Linked DNA regions of Mus musculus: region 1 is linked to region 2. Evidence: chromatin contacts called from public ChIA-PET data. All regions are on one chromosome and are shown on one strand. Each heading gives the region's core, a stretch centred on a gene start, on an enhancer-like site or on the middle of the called end of the contact. The rest is flanking DNA. Distances are from core to core; before and after follow the strand shown. Region 1 has its middle 21 kb from the start of Cd2. Region 2 overlaps Cd101 (CD101 antigen).

Region 1 (5,322 bases), core at 121-2,620, 260 kb after region 2:
GTTTTCCAAGGTTGAAACTAAATTGACTGAGTTTAATTCTTTTTTAAACATATCTACTCAATGCTATTAATTTTGTTGTGAACACGATTTGTATTGCATACAGTTGCTGTGCTTTTTTGTTGTTGTTGTTTTGTTTTGTTTTGTTGGTTTTTTGAGACTGGGTTTCTCTGTATAGGCCTGGGTTTCCTGGAACTCACTCTGTAGACCAGGCTAGCCTCGAACTCAGAAATCCACCTGCCTCTGCCTCCCCGAGTGCTGGGATTAAAGGTGTGTGCCACCATGCCTGGCTAGTTGCTGTGCTTTTGTTCAGTTCAAAATAAGTTTAATTTCTCTGAGATTTTATTCTTTGACTCTTGTGTCACATCATGTCCATATTTTAAAAGAATCTCAGCTATCCTCTCATTAATGGCTCCTAGGTTCGTTCCATTGTGTTCTGAGTCTCCTGATCTTCTTGTCTCCAGCTGTGAGGGTGAAGCCATCTCTCCTCCTGGTTGCTGCCCCACAGGTGTAAGCCCCACTGTTGGGTGTGGGCAAACTACACATCCTTCTACTGTTTTAGAGAAGTGACAACTTTACTAGTTCATAATGTGCTCTTAATCTCACATAACATTTGTCAGCCTGAAGACTGCCTGAAATCAGTAAGTTATCCCACTTTCCTTTGAGTCATATTAGTGTAGTATCTCTGTCTCAGTTCAATTACATTGGAATCTACAATAGGAGCTGGAAATGGCGCAGCAGTTAAGTCACTACAACATTTGTAGCATTTCCTCTTTCTTGTCTATTGGTCTTTTGTTGTCTTCTGGCTGCTTTGGTTTTAATTGAGCTCTGTGTATTATGTTGCTCTCTCCCCTTTCTTGGCTTATCATTACACTTTTGTTTTATGGTGATTATATTACATTATAGTTTACAGTACATATTCAGAGAAAATCCAAAATCCAGGTCTACTTTTAAGTAATATGCCACTTAGTGGGTGACATAATTTCTTGTTAGTAATAAAGTAATTCCAATTCCATCCTTCCATCCTTGTTAAATTGCTGTGCCTCCTTTCACTTACACATAAAAGTGCACATGTATGTGAACATGCATGCACACAAGCTCACATGCCCATATATACACACATGTACACGCAGAATCAAATACCTTGTTGTGGTTAACTACTGCTATATGCTATGACAATTAAGAATAGGAAAGAGAAGTGGGTTTTGTATTCATTTATTCTCTAGTTTCTAAAAAAAAAAAATTTATATAGTTGAAACTTCTGATCTTTGTGGTTTTCTTTTTTTCTAAAACATCCCCTTAATCTTTCTCGAATGTCAAGTCTGCTGTAACAACTTCCTTCAAGTTTCGTTTCTTACAAAAATATCACTTTACCACTCACTGGGACTCAACTCTTGGCAGGGATCCAGATGAGCTCTTGCCCACCAACCCTCTCAGCCTTGTCTTCTGGCCATTTTGTTAGCCACCAACCCTCTGAAACACTTTCTACCAAAGACCCCCCAGTGGCCACATTGGGCTGGGAAGCACAAAGATGGTTTTCACTAGTCTTGAGTCTGCCATTCTGATCTCTTCTGATCTACTATTCTTAGTTCTGTAGCAACCTGCCTGTAGGAGTCCCAGCTCCCACCCTACCTATACTCCTGAGAACCCCAGGCTCCCTAGCTCTTTCCTGCCTCCCCTCTCAGCCTTTCTTCTGGCCCATCTCCATTCCTTTGTGTCCCACTGACCCCAATGACTTTCTACCAAGGACCCTAGGGCCTCCATACTTGCCTTGAATCCAAAGTGGGCAACAACAACAGAACACCCTCTCAACAAAGGCAAGATCAGGTATCTATATCAAGAAACATCACAAACATCATAACTCCAAATGTCTATATCTATATGTAAAAACACAAATGTGAACAGCCAAGACAATATGCCTCCTTCAGGAGCCAGTAACCCTACTGCAATAGGCCCTGAGAAATGCAAGTTAGCTGAAGCACAAGACAAGGACTTCAGATAGCAATTTTAAAAAATTTAAGGGCCTCAAAGAGGATCTGAATAAATGCCTTAATGAAGACCATGAAAGCACAAACTGTTAAGTGAAGTGATGAGAGGTGAGAACAATTCAAGACTGGAAAGGAGAACATAGCAAAGGATTAGGATTATTGAAGGAACCTAAGCAGAAATAAAACTGAAGATGAAAAAGTTAGGGTGTAAAAAACAGAAGTAAACCCAAACATTGTCAGAGGTGAGTCTCACCAGTGGAAGTTCAGGGACAACAAAGTAGAAGAGGTGGAAGGCTCAGGCAAAGAACATGGGCAGTCTAAAAAGGCCCAGGTGCACAGAACACATAAAGTGTGAAAGGAGAAGAAACCCTGGGCAAAGGCACAGAAAACACTTTTAACAACATTGTAGATGCGTTCACCCAATCTAAAAAAGGAGATGCCTACCAAGAAACATGAAGCATACAGGACACCAAACAGATGGAACCAGAAAAGGAAGTCCACATGCCACATATTAATCGAGACACTAAATGTACAGAACAAGAAAGCATACTAAAATAAAAGCTACAAGGGGAAAAAAAGATCAAATCATATATAAAGGTGGGTCCACTAGAATAATACCTGACTTTTCAATGGAGACTCTGAAAACCAGAAGAGCCTAGCTAGATGTTCTACAAACTCTGAGAGACCACAGATGCCAGCCCAGACTACTATGCCCAGAAAATCTATCAGTTGCAACTGATGAAGAAAAATAAAAATGAAAGCAATTCCTATCTACCAATCCAGTTCTACAGAAGGCACTAGAAAGAAAACCTCACTCTGAACAGATTAACTGCACTCAAGAAGACACACATTTAATTCCAGCACTCCAGAAGCAGAGACAAGCAAATGTCTGAGTTCAAAGCCAGCCTGGTCTACAGCAAGAGTTCCAGGGCTGCCAGAATTGCACAGAGAAACCATGTCTTCAAAAACAAAACAACAATAGAACATCTCAAACAAATAACAACAACAAAATAATACCAGAACAGTAAATCAGGTAAGGGGAGAAAGCAAACACCAAAACGACAAAATAGCAGTAACCAATAAACACTTCCCATTGATAACTCTGAAATTAAGGGTCTCAATTTGCCAATAAAAAGACACATAGTCACAGTATTAGAAAACAAGATCCATCTTTCTGTTGCATCTGAGAAACACATCTCAACATCAAGAATAGAGATTACCTCAGGGCAAAAGGACGAACGAGATGTTCTAAGTAAATGGGCTTAAAAAGCAAGCAAATGTAGCTATGTTAATATCTGATACAGTAAGAGCACTGACTGCTCTTCCAAAGGTCCTGAGTTCAAATACCAGCATCCACATGGGGGTTCACAACCATCCATAATGAGATCTGATGCCCTCTTCTGTTGTATGTAAAGACAGCTACAGTGTACTTATACTTTCTTAACAGCTCATGGAAAAATTTCCAAAACAGGCCATGTACTAAGACACAAAGCAAGTCTCAACAGATAAAAAGAAAAAAGAAAACTGAAGTAACTCCCAGCATCCTCTCTGACCATCATAGATTGGAATTTTAGTGTTATTTTCTTTTTTTTTAATGCTCGTGTGTGTGTGTGTGTGTGTGTGTGTGTGTGTGTGTGTGTGTGTGTGTGTGTATGAAGGTCGGAGGATGCCTTTCATACATTGGTTCTTGCCTTCTTCCATGGGTTCTTGTGATGGAACTCACATCATCAAGCTTTCATGGCAAGTGTCCCCACTTAGTTGTCGCTGTCCTCACCGACAGGAACGACATGGACACCAAGGTGGGTTCACGCAACAGCTTCTTTACTTGTTCTCCTTCTTGCAGCTTTTCTTACAACAACTCCCCTTACAACAGCTTCTCTTACTACAACTAGCTTCTACTTAGGGCAAGGGCTAAACAACAAACAAACAAACAAACAAAAAAACCCCACCTACTATCCTCGAGCCGACTGACCTCATCTAGCTCCACCCCACCTCATCCAATCAGAATTCACACATGCTCCAGACACGAGCTCACAGCCCACGAATGCTTTTTCACTGCGCATGCTCGGGCAATGCAGTAAACAAGTGGATTTCAAGGGGACTGCGGGCCACACCCACTTCCCACACCTAATGAGCAGTGTAACTGGCCTTGGTGATACCTCCTTGATTGTCACACATATCATGCTGGGTTAACTGAATGAAGAGACTTTTAGTCAGGCAATGGTAGGTTGTGTGAGGAGAGGACATAGTCTTCAGAAATCCCAAAGTCATTGGTCTCCTAATGAGCTCCCTCCTCTGGACTGTGGATCCCACATCTGCTTCTTGTTCTCTTACCCCTTTATAGGTGGACCAATGATCCATGGGAGCTGAACGTGAATGTTTCCTTTATTATTATTTATTATTATTTTTAGATCAGTTAGATTATGAGCAAATCCCAGCAGGGTGGATGTTGATTTGAAAAACAAAGCATTCTATATTTTTCAGAGTGACTGTTTTCTCTCCTCTTGCAAGATGTTAGATTCCCCCCCCCCCCTCAAACATCTCTGAAATACTGGTCATCAAACCCATGGAGGTGAGGTTCACAATTTGAGGGCCTCCCTTGAGCAGTGATCCCTGGAGCTGTGCCTGGGGGTTTACTGTGGTAAAGCACAGGTCTCTGTATCTCCAACTTACATGCACCTGTTTGTTATGTGACCCCCATCTCTTAAAAGAATGGCTGGATTTTCCTTTCTATTATTTCTTTTAATTGTTAAAATTTATTTTGGTGTTTATGTTTTTGTTTGTTTGTTTATTTCTAATTTTATTCAATTTATTTATTGAGACAGGGTCTCACTAAGTAACCTGGGCTGACCAGAGACTCATGATCTTCCTGCCTGAGTCCTCCTGAGGTAGAGATTCCTTGTCTGAATCTTCAATTCATTCAGTGTTTTAGTTGTTAAAATGCAATGGAGTCTTCTAGCTTCATACATGAGGAACCAAAAATCATAACACTAGTGAGACCTTTTAATATGGAGGTTATGCCCTTCCATTCTGAAAGCGTTCTAGAATTATCTCATGGGCAATAAACCTGCTCTGCCCTTTCTTCTGAAATGTCTATCTTCTATTTTGAGCACACTTGTCTGATTTTACTATTGTATTTGTAATTCTCTAGGACAGTCTTTGTTCTCTAAATATTCCTTTTTTATAGTTTTTTGTTCTTTTTTTTTTTCATGAACAAGTAGTTCCCCATTCTTTGTAGGGCATTAAAGCTGTGGGCTGTCTCACCTTGTTCTCTCCTGCATGTTTCTGTGCATTCGAACCTTACCTCTCCCATTATTTTCTTCATCTCCATCAGGGT
Region 2 (5,685 bases), core at 330-2,829:
GCAGCCAGTCCATTTGAAACTACCACATGGACTTGGGTCTGCTATCCCTTAACACCAGTGGCCTCTCCTTTGTCCTAAGATGAACAATAAATGTCACAAACCTCTTTGCCATCTCTTGTTGATAACTCTACTTTTCTTGATGTTACCAGTAGGTCCCTGAATTCCCCCTTCAACAAACATTTATTAATCACATTGTGTATCACATACCAGACTATTCTAGGTATTTTGTATATAGCTCCTGTCAGTGAACCACGGTTTAGAGGAAGTTATAGGATAGGAACAAAGACTTCCTGGAATTGGTCACCAATATAGGACAGAGATATGCAGTAATGGAACAAATGTTAGGATCCCCCAGCAGATTTATCTAACCCAAGGTCAGGAGTGAGGGGAGACGTCTCTGAACTGAGCCTTGAAGATCAATAGCAGTCATTCTGATGAATAGAGAGCAAAGGATTTCCACATAAAAGGAAGTGGGGATTATCGAATCCAGGCAGTTGAGTTTGGTTGGAAGTCAGATCTAGGATGGAAAGTAGGAGGCGATGAAGAGACAAGTGAGTATAAAAGATCTTTTATGCCTGTCATGGGAGTTTGGACATGCGGAGGACAAGGTTTCTAATCTGTGGTGCTGGGACGTGGGGAGGACCACCACATCATGAACAATATGGAAGGGACAATGATAACGACCTACGCTATGACACTGAATATAGGCATGCCTTGGAAGCAGTTAGATGTAAATTCCAAGACCAGAAGACAAACCATTCTGGGTAATGAACACAGAGGTTGTCAACAAGTAGATTGTATCCACGGGAAGAATTGTTTCCCCTAGAAAAACGTGGAGACTCAGAGGACATATCTAAGAACAGTTGCTTTAAAAAACAAAACAAACAAACAAACAAAACCACCTGGGCTCAATGGGACGAGTGCATGAGTACCAAGGAGGAGGTTCAGAAGTTCAGGGTCATTCCTGGTCACCTAACAAGACTAGTTTAGAAAGAAAAGCCAAGCCAAGCATTGGAGCATACACCTGTAACCAGAGCACTTAGTGGGTTGGGGCAGAAGGACTGAGAACTTCAGGCTAGACTGTACACCGTCAAAAACAAAAACAAAAACAAAAACAAACAAAAGAATTAATATAGCGACTCAGAGGAGGAGGAGGAGGAGGAAGAGGAGGAGGAGGAGGAGGAGAAGGAATTCTTGGTGTTAGGAAGGAAACCTCATGGCGTGGAGCCGAGAGCAAGCAAGGCTCGTGGAAGCAATCTCAGACATCATGGGAAGAGCGAGTAAGTCAAGGCATGAATTCATGAGCAAGATCACGACTATTAACAAAAACATTGCTCAGCAGCACAGAGCAGGTGGTGGCTGCCATGCAAGACTATTTGCTTTGGGGGCACAATAGACACACCCCAGTTCAATGTTACGTCAGAGATTTATCGAGGTGTTGACTACGGTAGGGATAGATTAAGTGACTTGCCCAAACCTGGAGCTTATCACATCTGAGCCATCTCAAAGTCCCTCACAGCAAATCAGGAAAGAGGAAGCACAAGGCGTGGCAGAACCTCAGGCTAGGGAGGGTTTCACTTTCAGCCTCTGTGTTCTGCTATTGCATTAAGACTGAATTGGACTTGGAACCACAAAGTCTCTCTTACATGTTAATATATTAAAAGAGGCAGCTAAGCATATTTGTTGTGGTTTGAATGGTTATGCCCCCTATAAACTCATGTGTTTGAATACTTGGCCATAGGGAGTGTGGCACTATTAGGAGGTGTGGCCTTGTTGGAGGAAGTGTGTCACTGAGGTTGGGAGGTTTTCTATTGCCCAAGCTATCCACAGTGTGGCACACAGTCTCTTCCTGCTGCCTGTGGATCAAGATGTAGAACTGTTAGCTCCTTCTCCAGCACTACATTTGCCTGGATGCTGTCATGCTTCCAGCCATGATGATAATGGATTGAACCTCTGAAACTATAAGACAGGCCCAAATTAAATGTTTTCCTTTATAAGAGTTGCCATGGTCATGGTGTCTCTTCACAGCAATAAAACCCTAAGACAGTATTCTAATAGAATTTGCATGATTCCCCACCACTTCCAAATACGAAAACCACGCTGGAGTACCAGCAGTGACTGACTTAAAATATCATCTGCCCTGTAGGAGGTTCTTGAGGCTCAGCTGTGCCACACAGTATCATGAGGCTGCTGGCAATGAGAACTCGTGGCAGGTGTGGAAAGGTCAAAGAGCAGTGGTTATTAGCTGCTAAGGAAGTATTTCATTGTTTTAGCAACCAATGTGGCCATTCCACGTATACTAACTTCATGTTGATGCCATTAAATCATGCTCACTTTACCAGGACAAACGTGGTGAATGGATACATTATGTCTGTTTCTATAGTTTACACAAAGTGGGAGGAGCTCCGTTGTTATTTGAGACAGGGGCTCACTATTTCAGCCTAGGCTGACCTCAAATTCTCAATTCTCCTATTTTGGCCTCCTGAATACTGGGATTATAGGTATGCACTAAACCTGGCCAAAAAAAAAAGGATATTCTTTTCTTTTTTAAAAAAGGCTCAATGTCAAGTATCACTTACCTGGAAAGGTGACAGTAATCATTAATAGGTTAGAGGTGGCAGATACTCTGGCTGGGCCACTTGTGCATATGGAATCTCTGTCATAAACCTCCACTGTACACCGATACACCCCTGTCTCCTCCATAGCTGCATCGTAGATTTGGAGTTGAGAACGAAAGAAAGACTGTGACACCTTCGTCTTCCTGTGGATCTGGGAGAGGACGTCCCCCCATTCAACGGTGCCATTGTGGGCAATTCGAATAAGCCGATGAAAGGCTCCAGAGCCCGCTGGCTGGAACTGCCACGTTACCGAGAACGGCAGCTTGAGATCCGAGTAGTTGGCCCTCACTACACAGGACAGGTGGAAGGTATGGGCTAGCATCACTTGTGGCTGACGGCTCATCAGATTAACTCGTAAACTTGACTCTGTGGGGGAGAATGTGAGACACACTTCCTGTTTACCAGGTCCAAGCTCGGGGACTTCCAAGTTTTCTCAATGCCCCCTTTACACAGGGCCACACACTTGTGTTCCTGGAGTGACATGAATTTGGGGGTAGAGGTTGGTCCACAGTACAGTCTGTCCTGAATTTCAACCTCGGCTCTCCAAGTCTCCCCCCTCGCCTACGACTGTTCTCAGCAGCCACAACAAACAGGCAGTGTTTCTCCAGTGCGCCACTTAGACAGCTGCACAGAGCAGGGACACCACGCGCAGCCAGGGTCTGGCCTCTTTCCTCTCCCCACTCAGCAAGTAGAACACTCACAGCACGGTCTGGCCTCCTTCCTCCCTCTGGCCCACCCCCTGTCCCCCGGGCTCAATGTCACTCTCTTGCCCATGCTAGAGAAAACTCCATGATACCTGGGCTGCTGCTGGGACGGGGCAAGCTTGGCTCCACTCATCTGCTAGTCAACCAGGAATCACAGGGGTTTGTTTTCAACTTTGAACAATGTACAAGCTGCACTCTAGAATGATCTTTATAAAGATGAATAAACTCGAGAGGTTGCTGTCAGGCCTGATTTGCATATTCTGCTCTGCATGTCTCACGGTACACATGCCGCTGGCTGGCACTTGGGGTGCACATACCGCTGGCACTCACAGCACACGTACCCAGGGCACTCGGGGTACGTGCACCTCTGGCAGGAGTTCTGAATGATACCATCCAAACTTCAGTACAGAATAAGGTGACTGTCATACACTCAGAAAAGGACTTTTCCCAGTGACTTACTCAGAGATTTTACAGTGACTGAAATCTTCTGGGTTGACTGCAAACCTTTGGCCTGGTTCTGGAGTCTCTCTGACACCCTGCATTCATAGGTACCGCTGTCTGTGACCATGGCAGAGGCAATCTCCAGCCGAAAGGTGGCCCAGTCCACTTTCTCCAGCCTCCTGTTACCACGGTGCGCAGGGCCCGGAGAAGAGACTCCCAGCTGCACAGTACCATCTTGCCCCATGCCAGCCACAAACACGGGTGTGGACTGGTCCTGTGGGGTGAGCCACCAACTCACAGATAGAGCACTCACATCCCCAGCTGCCTTGCAGAGAAGGGTAAGCGTCTCTCCTTCCCACACAGTACGCTGCTCGGCAGACACGGTCACACTTCTTGCTGCAGATGACAGGTTATGGAAGAAAAATGTTTTAAGTAAATAAAAAAATTTCTAAAATATGATGATGAATTTTAACTATAAAGTACTTTACTTGTTTGATCAGAGTTGGTTGATTCTTCCATACCATGCCCAGAACAAAGATCTTCCAAACCATCATGGATGGATAGATGGATAGATGGATAGATGGATGGTTGGATGGATGGATGGATGGATGGATGGATGGATGGATGGAAAGATAAATGGATAGCGGGATAGGTAGATAGTGTGCAAGGGTATATGTGGGTGTCTCTGTGTGCATAAATAAAATAAAACTTCTCTAAGGTAATTATTACATAGTGGAAACAAGACAGCAGACAGGAGACCAGGAGAGCCCACAAACACGTACATGATTCATAATATATACTTCCTTTTCTTGTGGTTTTGTTCAGCCGACCCATACTGAAGAAGGTCTAGTTGGGCAAATACCTGATAGGTTTTTTTTTTTTTTTTATTCATTAGGGAGAGTAAATGAACCTGAAAGTAATGAAGCTATGATAATTTACATTTTAGGGTGTTTGTTTTTAGAATAAAGGCTGTCACTCTTTTTAAGTATGTTCTCTGTCTGCTTGCATGTGCCTGCCAGTCCTAATTAGCTTAGTGTGTGTTTTGAAGAGGGAAAGAAAATTATTAATTAGATTTCTGTTTGCAATACCACCATAAAAACCACTAATCTGGGAAAATTTAATATTTATATACATATGTATTATATATACAGGTGCATATCAATCTTCTATCATTGGCAAGTGACCGTCTTCTCATGTTTAAATGCTGTATAATATAACTATATGCTAAATAACTATAAATGCAAGGCCAGCTCCCAGATGGGAAATTCAAGACGTGGAGAAATGAAAAAAAATTCATTCAACAAATGCTTATTGTACAAGGTCCTGTCCTGGCTACCCTGTGGGCCATGTAGATACCTCAGGAGCTCCTGTGTCCTGGGCATCCCAGTACTCAGTGTAAGGATAGCACCCACCATGACCTGGAGGCAGAATCACTCTGGGCAGCACACTTGACCTCTCCGAGCCTTTGTGTTTCTTTCCAGGAAAAATGAGGGTAATAATAGCAACCACGTTTTTTTTTTGCTTCATGGAGAAGACTGAACAAAGGCCACAGTAAGGGCGTAGGCCTTGGGCTACAGAGAGTACTGAAAAGGGTTAGCAATTACCATTAGTGTTTAATAAGAGGCACTGGCAACAGCAGAGGTAGCTCAACACAAAAGAGAGAAATAAAACAGCCTGGCATTAGAAACCTAAAGGGGATCTAAACGAATCTGCAAATTGCTCTTCCCTACAGAGGAGAGAGATCCCATCCACTGCTTCAGGCTTGCACACACCAGCTACAAAGGCAGAATGAAGACTAATCTTCATAAACGGGTTGAGCAAATTATCAAGCTTGCTTCTGCATTTTGGGTGAGAGAGGCACTGGTCGTGGTATATGTTTTTTGTTTGTTTGTCTGTCTGTCTGTTTGTTTTTGATATAAAAA

What was found. ChIA-PET counts read pairs in DNA pulled down with a chosen protein or histone mark.
Region 1: a contact with region 2 is called in an RNA polymerase II ChIA-PET map of memory CD8 T cells, with 4,690 read pairs. The contact joins two enhancer-like sites. A contact is called at or near these places in 1 of 15 datasets of contacts at CTCF or cohesin (CD8 T cells), 3 of 484 Hi-C or Micro-C datasets (embryonic fibroblasts, nephron progenitors and regulatory T cells), 9 of 115 datasets of contacts at active chromatin or transcription factors (CD8 T cells, the SCID.adh cell line, bone marrow-derived macrophages and 5 more) and 3 of 9 other capture datasets (adipose tissue, embryonic stem cells and liver).

The regions. Positions count from the first base shown.
Region 1 is chr3:101,264,526-101,269,847 of GRCm38.p6, forward strand. No RefSeq gene overlaps it. Among named protein-coding and RNA genes, the nearest start is that of Cd2, 21 kb to the right of the region's middle. Within about 2 kb of position 1,371, at least 29 of the 459 cell types and tissues checked have an H3K27ac peak or open chromatin away from gene starts, as enhancers often do. A contact at or near this core is called in CD8 T cells, the SCID.adh cell line, memory CD8 T cells and 1 more, where this site is marked.
Region 2 is chr3:101,009,207-101,014,891 of GRCm38.p6, forward strand. It overlaps Cd101 (CD101 antigen), which reads right to left. Exons shown (of 9, transcript NM_001167906.2): 5 at 3,782-4,159; 6 at 2,580-2,984. Among named protein-coding and RNA genes, the nearest start is that of Cd101, 18 kb to the right of the region's middle. Within about 2 kb of position 1,580, at least 112 of the 459 cell types and tissues checked have an H3K27ac peak or open chromatin away from gene starts, as enhancers often do. A contact at or near this core is called in CD8 T cells, the SCID.adh cell line, memory CD8 T cells and 1 more, where this site is marked.